Linked DNA regions of Zea mays: region 2 is linked to region 1. Evidence: chromatin contacts called from public Hi-C data. All regions are on one chromosome and are shown on one strand. Each heading gives the region's core, a stretch centred on a gene start, on an enhancer-like site or on the middle of the called end of the contact. The rest is flanking DNA. Distances are from core to core; before and after follow the strand shown.

Evidence for each region. A called contact is a pair of places that touch in the nucleus more often than the background predicts.
Region 2: a contact with region 1 is called in a Hi-C map of ear, with 2.0 times the contacts expected there. The contact joins the promoter of LOC100502210 here to the promoter of LOC100283932 in region 1. A contact is called at or near these places in 2 of 25 Hi-C or Micro-C datasets (ear and endosperm).

What each region holds. Positions count from the first base shown.
Region 1 is chr8:79,566,891-79,572,773 of Zm-B73-REFERENCE-NAM-5.0, reverse strand. LOC100283932 (protein phosphatase 2C ABI2) reads right to left here and starts at 3,491. Exons shown (of 4, transcript NM_001156830.1): 1 at 2,840-3,491; 2 at 2,429-2,761; 3 at 2,211-2,316; 4 at 512-1,169. The coding sequence starts at 3,331. The coding sequence ends at 829.
Region 2 is chr8:80,220,130-80,226,012 of Zm-B73-REFERENCE-NAM-5.0, reverse strand. LOC100502210 (DCD (Development and Cell Death) domain protein) reads left to right here and starts at 2,786. Exons shown (of 5, transcript NM_001196687.1): 1 at 2,786-3,422; 2 at 3,570-3,670; 3 at 3,856-3,939; 4 at 4,273-4,383; 5 at 4,480-4,819. The coding sequence starts at 2,882. The coding sequence ends at 4,536. LOC100273717 reads right to left here. Exons shown (of 13, transcript NM_001148127.2): 13 at 5,679-5,883. LOC541851 (calcium exchanger 1) reads left to right here. Exons shown (of 11, transcript NM_001111529.2): 11 at 45-427. The coding sequence ends at 97.

The DNA of each region.
Region 1 (5,883 bases), core at 2,242-4,741:
CACAAAATATCATTCCGGTTTTTGGGCCTTACAAGATATTGGAACGGATTGGTCCCGTGGCCTACCGTCTTCAGCTTCCAGATTCCAGCACGGTCTATCCGGTTTTTCATGTGTCCCAACTCAAATTAGCATTGGGTCGTGATCAAGTTTTGGTGCCCAATTTACCTACTGATGCTCATGCAGTACATGTTCCTACCAAAGTGCTCCAGAGTCGCATGATTGATCGCGGTGGTGAACACATTACTCAGCTCAAGGTTTGCTGGTCTGGGATGGATCCTGAACTTTCCACCTAGGAAGACTCGGACGCTCTGCATGCCAGATTTCCAGCTGCTCCAGCTTGGGGACAAGCTGGTCTTCAAGGGAAGGGGAATGGGAATGTGAGCACTGGACCGACGAACCACAACAAGAACACGGAGGCGACTCAGGAGGACAGCGAAGAGCAGGACGGAAAGACACAGCGCCGGGCGCGGAAACGTCAAAACACCAGTAGCACAGATACAGTGCTCAATTAGGTAGTTCAGGGGTGGCAGTTTCTATTGTACCTTTACCTGTTAATAACAGAAACAATGCCCCAAACCCAATCAGTGAACTACTTGTTGGAATCTACATATGTATGTTATTTCTAAGATTTGGACCCTAGAATCGACCACCTTACCTAGCCAGCCCAGTCTCCAACCAGATTACATCTGTGTATGAATCTGTACCCTGATCAAACGTGGCAGCCTATATGGTTGTGGGAAAGAAAAAGAAAAAAAAAGGGTAAACAGGAGCATTTTCTCAACCTTCCTAGCGTCTATTGTTACTGTCCAAGTCTTACCGAATCCGTGGTTATGTTCTGCTCTTGAACTTTCTATGTGACTTGAGGTCGACTACAATGACGGTAATGTTGTCCTTGCTCCCCTTCTGGAGGGCCAGCTTCGACAAATATTCAGCAGCTGCTTGAGCTGCTTCATCTGCCGAATCACCGCTTCTTTGGGCTGACGCTGAGTCGTCGCCGTTCTTCTTGTGCCACAGCAGTATGCGCTTGCGAGCAGCATCACATACCTCCTCGTTTGACATTACATCCCACAGGCCATCGCTTGCAAGAATTAGGCACTCATCATCCTTTGCACGGGCGACAATTGTGACCTCAGGGACTGGGATTATATATGGCTTCAGGTACCTGTCCCCTACATGTGGATCAACAATAATATGTCATCTCCTGCTTTTGGCAATCAATCAAAATCACGTCATCATTTGTCTATCACTCTATCTGATGATGGGACAAATAAACAGTCAGTTGGTTTCTGGCCACTTTTTCAACCACAAGTCTATCTGGTTGTAGTCAGGCTTAAGTGAGGTAGACTGGAACACTGATACAAAGGCAACAAAACAGTACACGAGGCTCTAGAATGAAAAACGTGTCGACGGACAAATTCTCGAAAAACAAAAGGTACACGAGGCTCTAAAGGTTCAGTTCAGCAAAACACAGGTCATCGGGCCTGAACATCTAATGTGACTGCGGAGTCCATGATTATAGACTCCCATGGAAGCATTACAGGAGCTGTTCTGCAGCAACCGCGAAAGGGCCTCTAGCCTAGTGGTTAAGGACTTCCGAGTAGCACCTCCAAGTCCTGGGTTCGATTCCCCTCGGGAGCGAATTTCAGGCTTGGTTAAAAAAATCCCCTCGCTGTGCCCCATCCGCTCTCGGGTTACGATGTCCTGTGCGCCACCCTCCGGTTGAGCCGTTGCAGAGTGGACAGTTGACGCTGACCTGTTAGTGATGGGGGCCAGGGTTCGGGGATTTTCTCGGCCGGGACCATTGTTTCGGTCTCTTCTTAATTTAATACCGGGAGGGCGGTCTTTCCCTCCCCGGCCGAGTTTTTTTTTTTTTTGTTCTGCAGCAACCAACCACACATGCACATAGAGGCTTTACACGAACCACACAACTGTTTGAAATACATACCATTTTATCCAGTGGCGTAATTAAAGTTGGAACTCATTAGGTTTTCCCTAAACCCTAAACCAAAATCAGAGCATACATCCCTAAAGCGAAACTGGAACAAATGAAATAACCAATAACTTGTGAAAGAACAGAATGTGCCAGTAAACGACATTCCAAGTGGTGATAGCTACATATCGTAAGTAGTCTGATTAACTAGTCTGTAGTTTTTCAGGACTTGAAGAACCAACGTTTGCTCTCATGACATGAAGAGGACAGGGATGCGTACCAATTGACCGGGACATGGCAAGAACACCGAGAACTCGGTAGCCGTTCCAGTTGATGACCTTGCCCCCCTGGGCCTCGATCCTCGCATACTCATCTTCCCTGTTTGGCTGGAATAACCAGAACAGTGAACGAGCAATGCATGAAGCTAGCACCCAGACAGAATCCACAGATTGAGCGAAACAAGTATAATAGTTGACCCCAGAAGAGATGACGACTTACTTTATGGTCCACGGACAGCGGCAGGGGCTGCTTGCCCCGGCAGAGCACCGCCCTCGAGTCGCCGCAGTTGGCAACGATGACATGCGATGAGCAGACGAGCGCAACCACCGCTGTTGACCCCACTGTGTCTGGAGCCACAGGCTTGGTTCCGGTCGCCGCGTCTCCTCCCACCTCTGCATCAACACGGCTGAAGCAGTCCACAAAGACCTTCTCCCAGTGCTCGTGAGTACTAGGGTCAAGGCCACTCAAGTCAGCGTCGGACACGGCCTGCTCTGCCCTGGTGAGCCCCTCGGCCAGTACCTCGTGCATTCTGTCCCGGCAGTAGTTGGCGACCTGCAGCAGCGGGATTCATTGATGAGGGAGCTTATGCGTGTGGAGGTGAATCGAATCGTGTGGATACGCGCGCGCAACCTGAAGGCCGCCGTGGCCGTCGTAGACGGCGAAGAAGTGCGCGGGGAGGCGGAAGGATGCCCGGTCGAGGCCGTCGACGGGCGCGTCGCCGGCGAGCATCCAGAGCGGGACGTGGAAGAAGGTTGGGAGCACGCGGGCGGCGTCCTCCATCTCGGGCCGTCGGCCGCACACGGAGTGGAGTCCCCAGCGCGGCACGCAGTCGAGCGCGAAGACGCTCCTGGCGGCCCTGGGCCCGGAGGCGGGGAGCGAGCTGGCGGAGGCGGAGGCGGAGGCGGGGGAGACGAGGTCGTCGAGCACGAGCGTGGAGGCGAGGTCGGCGAAGCCCTCGAAGTCGGCGGTGGCGACGCTGCTGCAGTCGGAGCAGGGACTCCCGGGCGCGGACTCGGGCTCCGGCGGTGGCATCCCGGCCCCGGCGGCAGCGGGAGCGGAGTCGTCTATGAAGTCAGCGACGGCGGCGAAGAGCGCGAGGGCCCCCGGGGCGAGGTCCTCCATGGGCTCGGTCACGGCAGGGAGCCATTGGCAGTAGTGGCCTCGCGTCGGGGGGTCATGGGCATGGGCATGGGGGTGCGTGGCGGGGGCTCGCAGGCAGATCTGAAAAGGGTGGGAGAGGGACGGGACGGGCTGGATGGGATCGAATCCAGGAGTAGGTGAGGGGAGATCAGGGTGTCACGGGCGGTGCCCTGGCGGCAACGGAAGCCGCCTGCGGCCGCAGGCAGGCAGGCAGGCCGGCGCGAGTGGAAGCCGCGCGCGCACGGTGGTCGGTAGAGCGAGGCAGCGAGCGGAGTGGCTGGCTTATGGAGAGAGAGAGGGGACGGCAATGGCTGGAAGCGACGGGAGATAGCCCACCTGGCAGTGTCGGCCATGGATGGATGGATTCGGTTCGTGTGTCCGGACGGACGGTAAAGAGTGGGATGATGTCATGAGTCACGTAGTGACGTCTGGGCCGTTGAGCCAGGCAGGCATCTGGGCTGGGCTGGGCCCTCCCCCTCCCCATCACGTCGGTGAATGATTAGGGGAACGGAACGGAAAGCGCGAAGGAACTGGCCGACAGAGAGGCAGCAGCAGCAGCACTTGCTCTCGTCGTCCACTCCCGTGCAACACGTTTCCTCTGCACTGATCGGCTGACATCCACGGGGAATTATTCGTCCAGTTTTAGGTTCCCATTTCTGTCCCCGCGGCCAAATTTTTTTCCCACGGGCCACAAACATTTGGAGGGACATTTATTTTCCATCTTTATTCTCCATATAATGGAGAATTCTCCGTTGGATTTTAGGTTCTCATTTCCATCCGCACGGACTAAAAATTTTTCACGCGGGGATCCTCACGAACGTTTGCGGGAACATTTCTTTCCCATCTCCGTTTTCCGTGGGAATAAATCCCCGTCGAGGATTCCCGTCCTCGCTTAAATGATAATCAGTACGTACTTTATATGTTATTAACGCAAAACATTGTCACTTATACACAATATCAAATGTAAGAAATCATTATGTGTACATCAAAATAAACGTATTTGTACAATAAGTGATCTTTTAACAATGTAATTATTTATTTTTATAATTAATTATTACATGAAAACATTGTTACATGTAAGTTTAACGGGTCCCCGCGGAGAATAGGGATGAGGAATGTTTGATCATCTTCGTCCCCGTTTACTCGTCGGTGGAGAATTTCCCCTTTTACATCCCCGCGGGAAAAGAAACTTCTACATTCTCATCTCTTAGAGCTAGTTTGGGAACTCCATTTTACTAAGAGGTTACTATTTTCTCAAGAGAAAATAAACTAATTTTTTTTAGAAAAATAAAAATCCCTTGAGAAAATAAGGTTCCCAAACAAATTCTTAATGAAGGAATTTCTCATAAGTAATCGAGGATCGGGTATCTATTATCATCTCTACTCACTCCCTGCTCCATCCATGCATTCTCCATCAAAGCCGATGCGTGCCAAGATACCCGTATCTCTTCTCCCTCGCCTTTAATTTGCGTCCGCTGTCAGCAATGGTCAAGATAGAGCAAAACCGATAGTGCACATGACTTAAAAAGGTGTACGATTATAATGTGAAAATTTAATCTAAATTATTATTTTTGCAAAATTTTGTGCATGTATGTGCACCTTTATTTACTACCTACCTTGCCCCTGGTGTGTATTGTATGTATCTAAGGTAAAAAAAATTATAGGCTGATTTGGTGGATAGTGATCACGAGAGAATTCATGGGGAGGAATCCCCTTACTATTTATATCCCCTTGTGATCATTATCCACCAAATCAGTCCTACAAGTGACGACAAAGAAGCGGCCAAGTGTCCTCGATTTGCGACACTTATCACCTACCAATAAGGACCAGGGTTTTTTGAAAACCACAATTTTTAAATTACTAGACAATACCACAGTTTAAAATATTACAATTTTAGAAACTAAGGTTTAGAACCCTAAAAATACTACAGTATTTGCAATACTTTAGTTTTGAAAATAAAGATTTTAGCTAGCTTGTCAAACACTATTTTATAAATAATACTGTAGTATTTTTCCAAAACGATTAAAAAAACTTCACTCCCAAATACCCCCTAATCGTGTAGCTTGCTACCTTTGCCTTTTTTTTCTGGAACCGAGAGGATCAACCACCGAGGGCATGTTTGGAAGTAAAGTATTGCAAAACAATATATGTTTTAAATCACTACAATTTTAAAATGCCATGTGTAGAGCCCAAAATCTTTACAAGGTGAAAATAATTGAATAAATAAATACATGTATTTATATGAAAGTGTTTTGGGAATTATTTAATTTTCTTGCAAACCCAACTATGAGAACTAAAGTAGTCAAATAGCAAATAAATAAATATGGAAATATGCATCCCATGCTGAGGTTCTTGTATCTGTGCATTTGTGTTTAAATTCACGAGACAAGTTTAAAAATAATAATAATAATAATAGAATTTAAAAATGGAGGAAAGAAGAGAGAAGAGGAGGAAAAGAATATACATTATAAAGAAAATAAAAATATTATAAATAAATAATAGGAGTTTTCTTCATGTTAGGATTTTTTTGGATA
Region 2 (5,883 bases), core at 1,537-4,036, 650 kb before region 1:
TTGACATTTTCTAAATAATCTCAATAACATGTTACTGATGCTAGATGGAAGCAACGATGATCAGCTGGGTGTAGCAAGCAAGCCATGGAGGATTTAGGGCGCCTGAGCTGGCAGTAGTTTCTCAACAAGTAGCGTGGACTTTGGTTTGCACGATTTTGCATGGAACACTGGAGGGGAGACCCGTGAAGTTTGACTAAAGTATGTAGACTGCGGGAAGATGCTGTTCAGCTGATGTGTGAATGTAAGTACATACAAAGACTATAGATGAAAACTGATGTTGCGTGAGAGACTATTTGTGTGTGTTTTTCTTGTTCTTTCCACCAAGCAATGGCTAGAATTCGGTTGAGCTGTTGAAATTGTCTCCTGTATAAATCAGTGACATGTCATACTATTTTCCAACTGGACTTAACAGAGCCTTTATCCTTCTAATTGGTTACCCGCATGGTCATAATCTGGATCATCATCGTGCGTTAACTTTGTCTAAATGTTTGTTTGGTTGCCTGCAAGTGGAGGGCATGGACTGTATGAACTAATGCAAAATAAGTTATTTTGAGACTATTTATGTGCATCCACACGTACCCCAAAACGGTAGTATCCTGGCGCGTAGGCTAGCGTGAGGTGAGCCTCGTCACGCGCGTGCTTCGAACCAATAAGCGGTATATGAATCTGTCTGTATTTCCAGTGCCTCAATAACACATGGAAAGAAAGAAAAGAAGTGAAACGAACGACAGGTGTCTTATATAATCTAGCTTATGGATTATATAATCTAGATATCTAGAGGGTAAATAATCAAGGCCTTATTTGTGATACATCAGCTTACAATTCTAAGTTTTCCTTTTGAAAGTTCATCAGCAAAGTTCACGAGTGTGTAGCGTAGCTTTGTTTGGTGTGAGTTATACATGTCCAACGGGCCGTGCCGGGCTGGTCCGGTCCGGGCACGGCCGGGCCCGGCACGAGAGGCACCAGTCCAAGCCCTGCACGGTTCACCCATCGTGCGGGGTCAGGCTAGCCCGTGGGCTGTTGGGGTTGCCCAGACCCGGCGCGCTAGCCATTAGATGGGTCGGGCCAGGCTTAAACCACGGTAGGCCCATCAGTTCGTGCCGGGCCCGTGCCAGAAATTTCTCATTTATACATAGATCATATAAATGTATCATATAAATACATAGAATCTTATACATAGAACACATAGATGTATCATATAAATACATAGAATCTTATACATAGATCACATAAAAACATCTTGAATACATATACATAGAATCTTATACATAGATCACAATTCACATAAAAACATCACAAAACATAAGACAAATAGGTAATATAAAATTTAATCGGGGCCTTAGTGCAATGCTGGTTCATTAAAAACCTTTCTAGGTAAAAACTCACACCTCGTGAGAAAACCCTAGGAAGGAAAAGAGTACAACCAGCTCCTTATAAAGTTTATAGTCTAGTTCATAGTCCATGTTTATTACAAAACATAATACATTGATACAAAACCAAAAGAATTTCAAGCCTTTTCCTTCTTCCCCCTTGCTCATCTTTGCTTCCTTCTTGATCCTTTCTCTTGCTTCCAGGTGATAATTGTTGCTCATCATCGAGATACATAGCTTCAAAAGCTGCCTCAAGGTCCTCGAGATACATTGATCCATGGACATTGTCGTCGCCCGTCGACACCGAAACACCCACGAAGTCACGCGTCTTCGGCTCCCTCACGGCAAGCGCCGACCTGAGATCTTCATCCAAAAACCAAATCAAAACAAATGAGAGGGACAATAGATCTACCTACTACGGTTCAGTGAATCGAATTATTACAACCTTACCTGCGTTACCCGGAGCACCAGATCCACCGACTGTGTGGTTGGGACTTGGGAGCAACGAGCTTTAGCAGATCGAGACCACACCGGCTTTAGCAGATCGAGACCAAACCGATACAGGAAGGCGAGGCGAAGGGGAGCTGGGAGGGGACGCCGGTACCGGAAGCAGAGACGCGGCGATGGAGATGGAGCAGAGACCGGAAGACGAGGGGAGCCGGGAGGGAGACGAGGTGGGTGAAATACCTGAGGGCTGAGGCCCATGGAGCAGCGAGCCAGCGACACAGCGATGGAGATGGAGCAGAGACCTGAAGACGAGGGGAGCCGGGAGGGAGACGAGGTGGGTCGTGGGTGAAATACCTGAGGCCCGTGGAGCAGAGACGCGGCGATGGAGCAGAGACCGAAAGACGAGGGGAGTCGGGAGGGAGACGCGGCGATGGAGCAGAGACCAGGCGGCGACGATGGAATCTAGGGTTTTCTGGAATCGCCGTGAGCGCCAGACCGCCAGCCGCCAGACGGTTTCTAGAATCGCCGTAGCCCGTAAGCCGTAAGGGTTTTCGTTTGCCTATGCGTGAGCCAGCGTCTAGGGTTTTCTTTTCTCACACTCCGAGTCGTGCCCGAGTCGGGTATGCCCGTTTAACGGGCCCGTGCTCGTGCCAGCACTGTGGGCCGTCCTATTGGCCCAAGCACGGCATGGGGGGCGTGCCGGACTGGCACGGGCACGAACACTGTCGTGCCGGGCCGGGTTTGGACCGTGCCGACGCGTGCCGTGTCTCGTGCCACCCAACTGGCCGGCCCACTATGGACATATATATAGTGTGAGTACAAACATGGGAGCAAGGAGAACTACGTACGGAATGGAACGCAACATGGGAGGGAGAAGCGTCAAATCACGATCAGTGGTTGTCGTCGTGGCCCACCACCACTACTAATTACTTCTCCTGATTGTGGTTGGGGCCCATCGCGAGCACCCACCCACCTTTGCTTGCACGGCCCGCCCATTCACCGGTTGAGGGGAGAAGGGAGAGGAGAGGTAGCTCAGTCCTCCTCTGACCGCCGACCCATCCGCCATGGCCGCCTCCTACGACCGCGAGTTCTGGAACTTCAGCGACCAGCTGCGCCTGCACAACAACTTCTCCAACCTCTCCATCGCCGACCCCATCTGGTCCTCCACCACACTGGATCCTCCCTCCTCCTTCAGCGACGCCCCGGGCCTCATAGGATCCGCCAAGCTCGCCTTTGGCAACGCCACCACGGCCAACGCCGACCGCTACAACGCCAACGCCGCCGGTGTCGCCAGCAAGAGCATGAGCGTGGGCATGATCGACCACTACCTCAACAAGAACACTAACAACGACGTCGTCAAGAGCTACTTCAACAAGTCCGTCGGCAGCAGGCCGGCCAACAACAACACCACCACAACCGTCAAGAAGAACTCCGCCGCCCACCACGACAAGAAGCACAAGAACTCCGGCAACGGCGCCGGCGTCGACAAGAGGTTCAAGAGCCTGCCGGCGGCGGAGGCGCTGCCCAGGGGCGAGGCCATCGGCGGCTACATCTTCGTCTGCAACAACGACACCATGGAGGAGAACCTCAAGAGGCGGCTCTTCGGTAATATCTCTTTCATTTTCCTGTCCATTCATTGATTTGATCGAACGTTACGTACATATTCCAGCATAGGATTAACCGAATCGGATCCAAGATCGACTCCCCCAAGTTGTGATTTTTTTTCGTCTCTCTCGATACATATTCCTGCAGGGCTGCCGTCCAGGTACAGGGATTCTGTGAGGGCCATCAGGCCCGGCCTGCCCCTCTTCCTCTACAACTACTCCACCCACCAGCTCCACGGCATCTTTGAGGTGAGGTCCAAACTATACCTACTCTACTCTACTCTTTTGTGTTTATCATCATCATCATTATTACTCGATCAGTCGTATGCATATGATTCCATCATTTCAGCATCTTTATCTTTCAATCATGCTTGTGGTTACTAAATATAAAAAAAGAAGGGGGAAATTTCTCATCGTCTATGGGACGAACGCAGGCTGCAAGCTTCGGAGGATCCAACATCGATCCAGCAGCTTGGGAGGACAAGAAGTGCCCCGGCGAGTCCCGCTTCCCTGCTCAGGTATCTGATCCAATCCAACAGAGGATGCTCAGCCTCTATGATTGTCCATTTTACATGCAATACTAGCTATAGAATGACTTGATTGTCAAAAGAAAAAATGCTTGCTTTAGTTGCATGCACAGAAAAGTAGTGAAGGTAGTTGGGCGAGCTTATCAATGGACCAAGTTGTGAAGCTCCGGTTGGGTGAATGTGGCCCTTGTCAAGCTTTTGCCTTGTTGGCCTACTAACTAGTGTTTATGTCATGTCAGTGCCTTGAGTTGCCCGTCTCCATCTGTATCATCAACGGATTACTGTGTTGATCCAGTCTAATAATAATATCTGATGATCCAACAGGTGAGGGTTGCAACGCGCAAGATCTGTTCGCCGCTGGAGGAGGACGCTTTCCGCCCCATCCTCCACCACTACGACGGCCCCAAGTTCAGGCTGGAGCTCAGTGTCCCTGAGGTGACCTCTTCTTTCTTGCCTGCCTGCCTGCCTGCCTCAACACTTGCTGCTGTGCAAGGCTAAATGGCTAATCCAGAAAAAAAAAATCTCATGCAGGCGCTCTCCCTTCTTGATATATTTGCGGAGAAGATTTTTGACAGACAGACAGCCTGATGTCTCCATACTTGCTTCCAGTTCCAGAGGAGTAGTACATGTATAATATAAATATAATATGCTGATTACCGACATCTGATTATCTATTCTAGTATAAGTTACACTCGAACTTAGGCCCTCTTTGGAATTATAGTATTTTTATAGTTTTAAAACAATACTATGTTATTTGGTGATACTATAGTATTGGAGCTCAAAAGGTGTTTGGTTTGTACAGTCAAAACTCAGTTTTAAATACCATGGTTTACCAAAACTGTGGTATTTTTGGAGTTTTCGAAACTCCAATCAGGATCTCAGTTTTCTTCTCCTCTATATATACTTTGTTTTTCCAATAGAACCAAACTTAGCGTGCTGTTTGGTTCACATATTTTTAATATAATGGGTAACAGATAACGTTAAAATATGTTTGTTTAAGTGCACCGTAATCAAATAATATACTAGAAATTAATACCGGCCTATACAAACTCGAACCATTATCGTTATCATTTACGTTACATTTTGTGACCAAACGGCACCCAAGTTCGAAGGGCCTTTAGCTAAGTGTAAGTGTATTTCAAGCTGAGGTTGGAAAAGATCACTTGGTGGTTCTCAGATTGACCAGGTTCAAAACACTGGTAAAGATCTTAGTCTATAAGAGGCAAACTCTCATGTTGCATGGGACCCGCCTTTTCGGTGACCTTTCTTAGTTAACCTTCTTTTTAATATAAAACCACATTGCAAGGGATCACAAGAGAAAGGAAAACAAAGACAAAATACCTTTCCAACTAGTGGCAAGTAAATAATTTTTTAAACTTACCCACATTCACAGAATTGAAAGCAGAGGATGTTTTTTTATAATAAGGTAAAAGGAACCATTAATTTTTCACCACTTCAATTAATTTGCGTTTGTTTTTCGCTTTTGCAAAAACAGAAACTGTTTCCAAGGCTCAGCAAAAGATAACCAAACAAAACACAGAATGCCGAATACGACTGGCTCATCGGCATCTGAGAATTGTAACTACAGGCTGCTGAATACGACTGGCTCATCCGCATCTGAGAATTGTAACCTTTTAGCGAGTCAATGCTGCCTGCTGCTGGGAGACCAAGACGGTGGTGCTCTTTTCAGGCCAGCAGAAGTGTTTAGACGCATCATTTAACCCAGGGATGAAAACAAATATGCTGCTCAGTAGTACAATAAGTGTGCTAGTTTTCGACAAAGCAAAATCCTAAACCCAAACAGACAGCATTGTCTTAAAATACAGATCATCATCCTGGCTGCCCTTTTTAAAGTACACAAAGGAGGCAAATCAAATCCTCCAGATCGGATAGTTCAAAGGTAACCATCTCCAGACGGCTGCTCACTCCCCTATC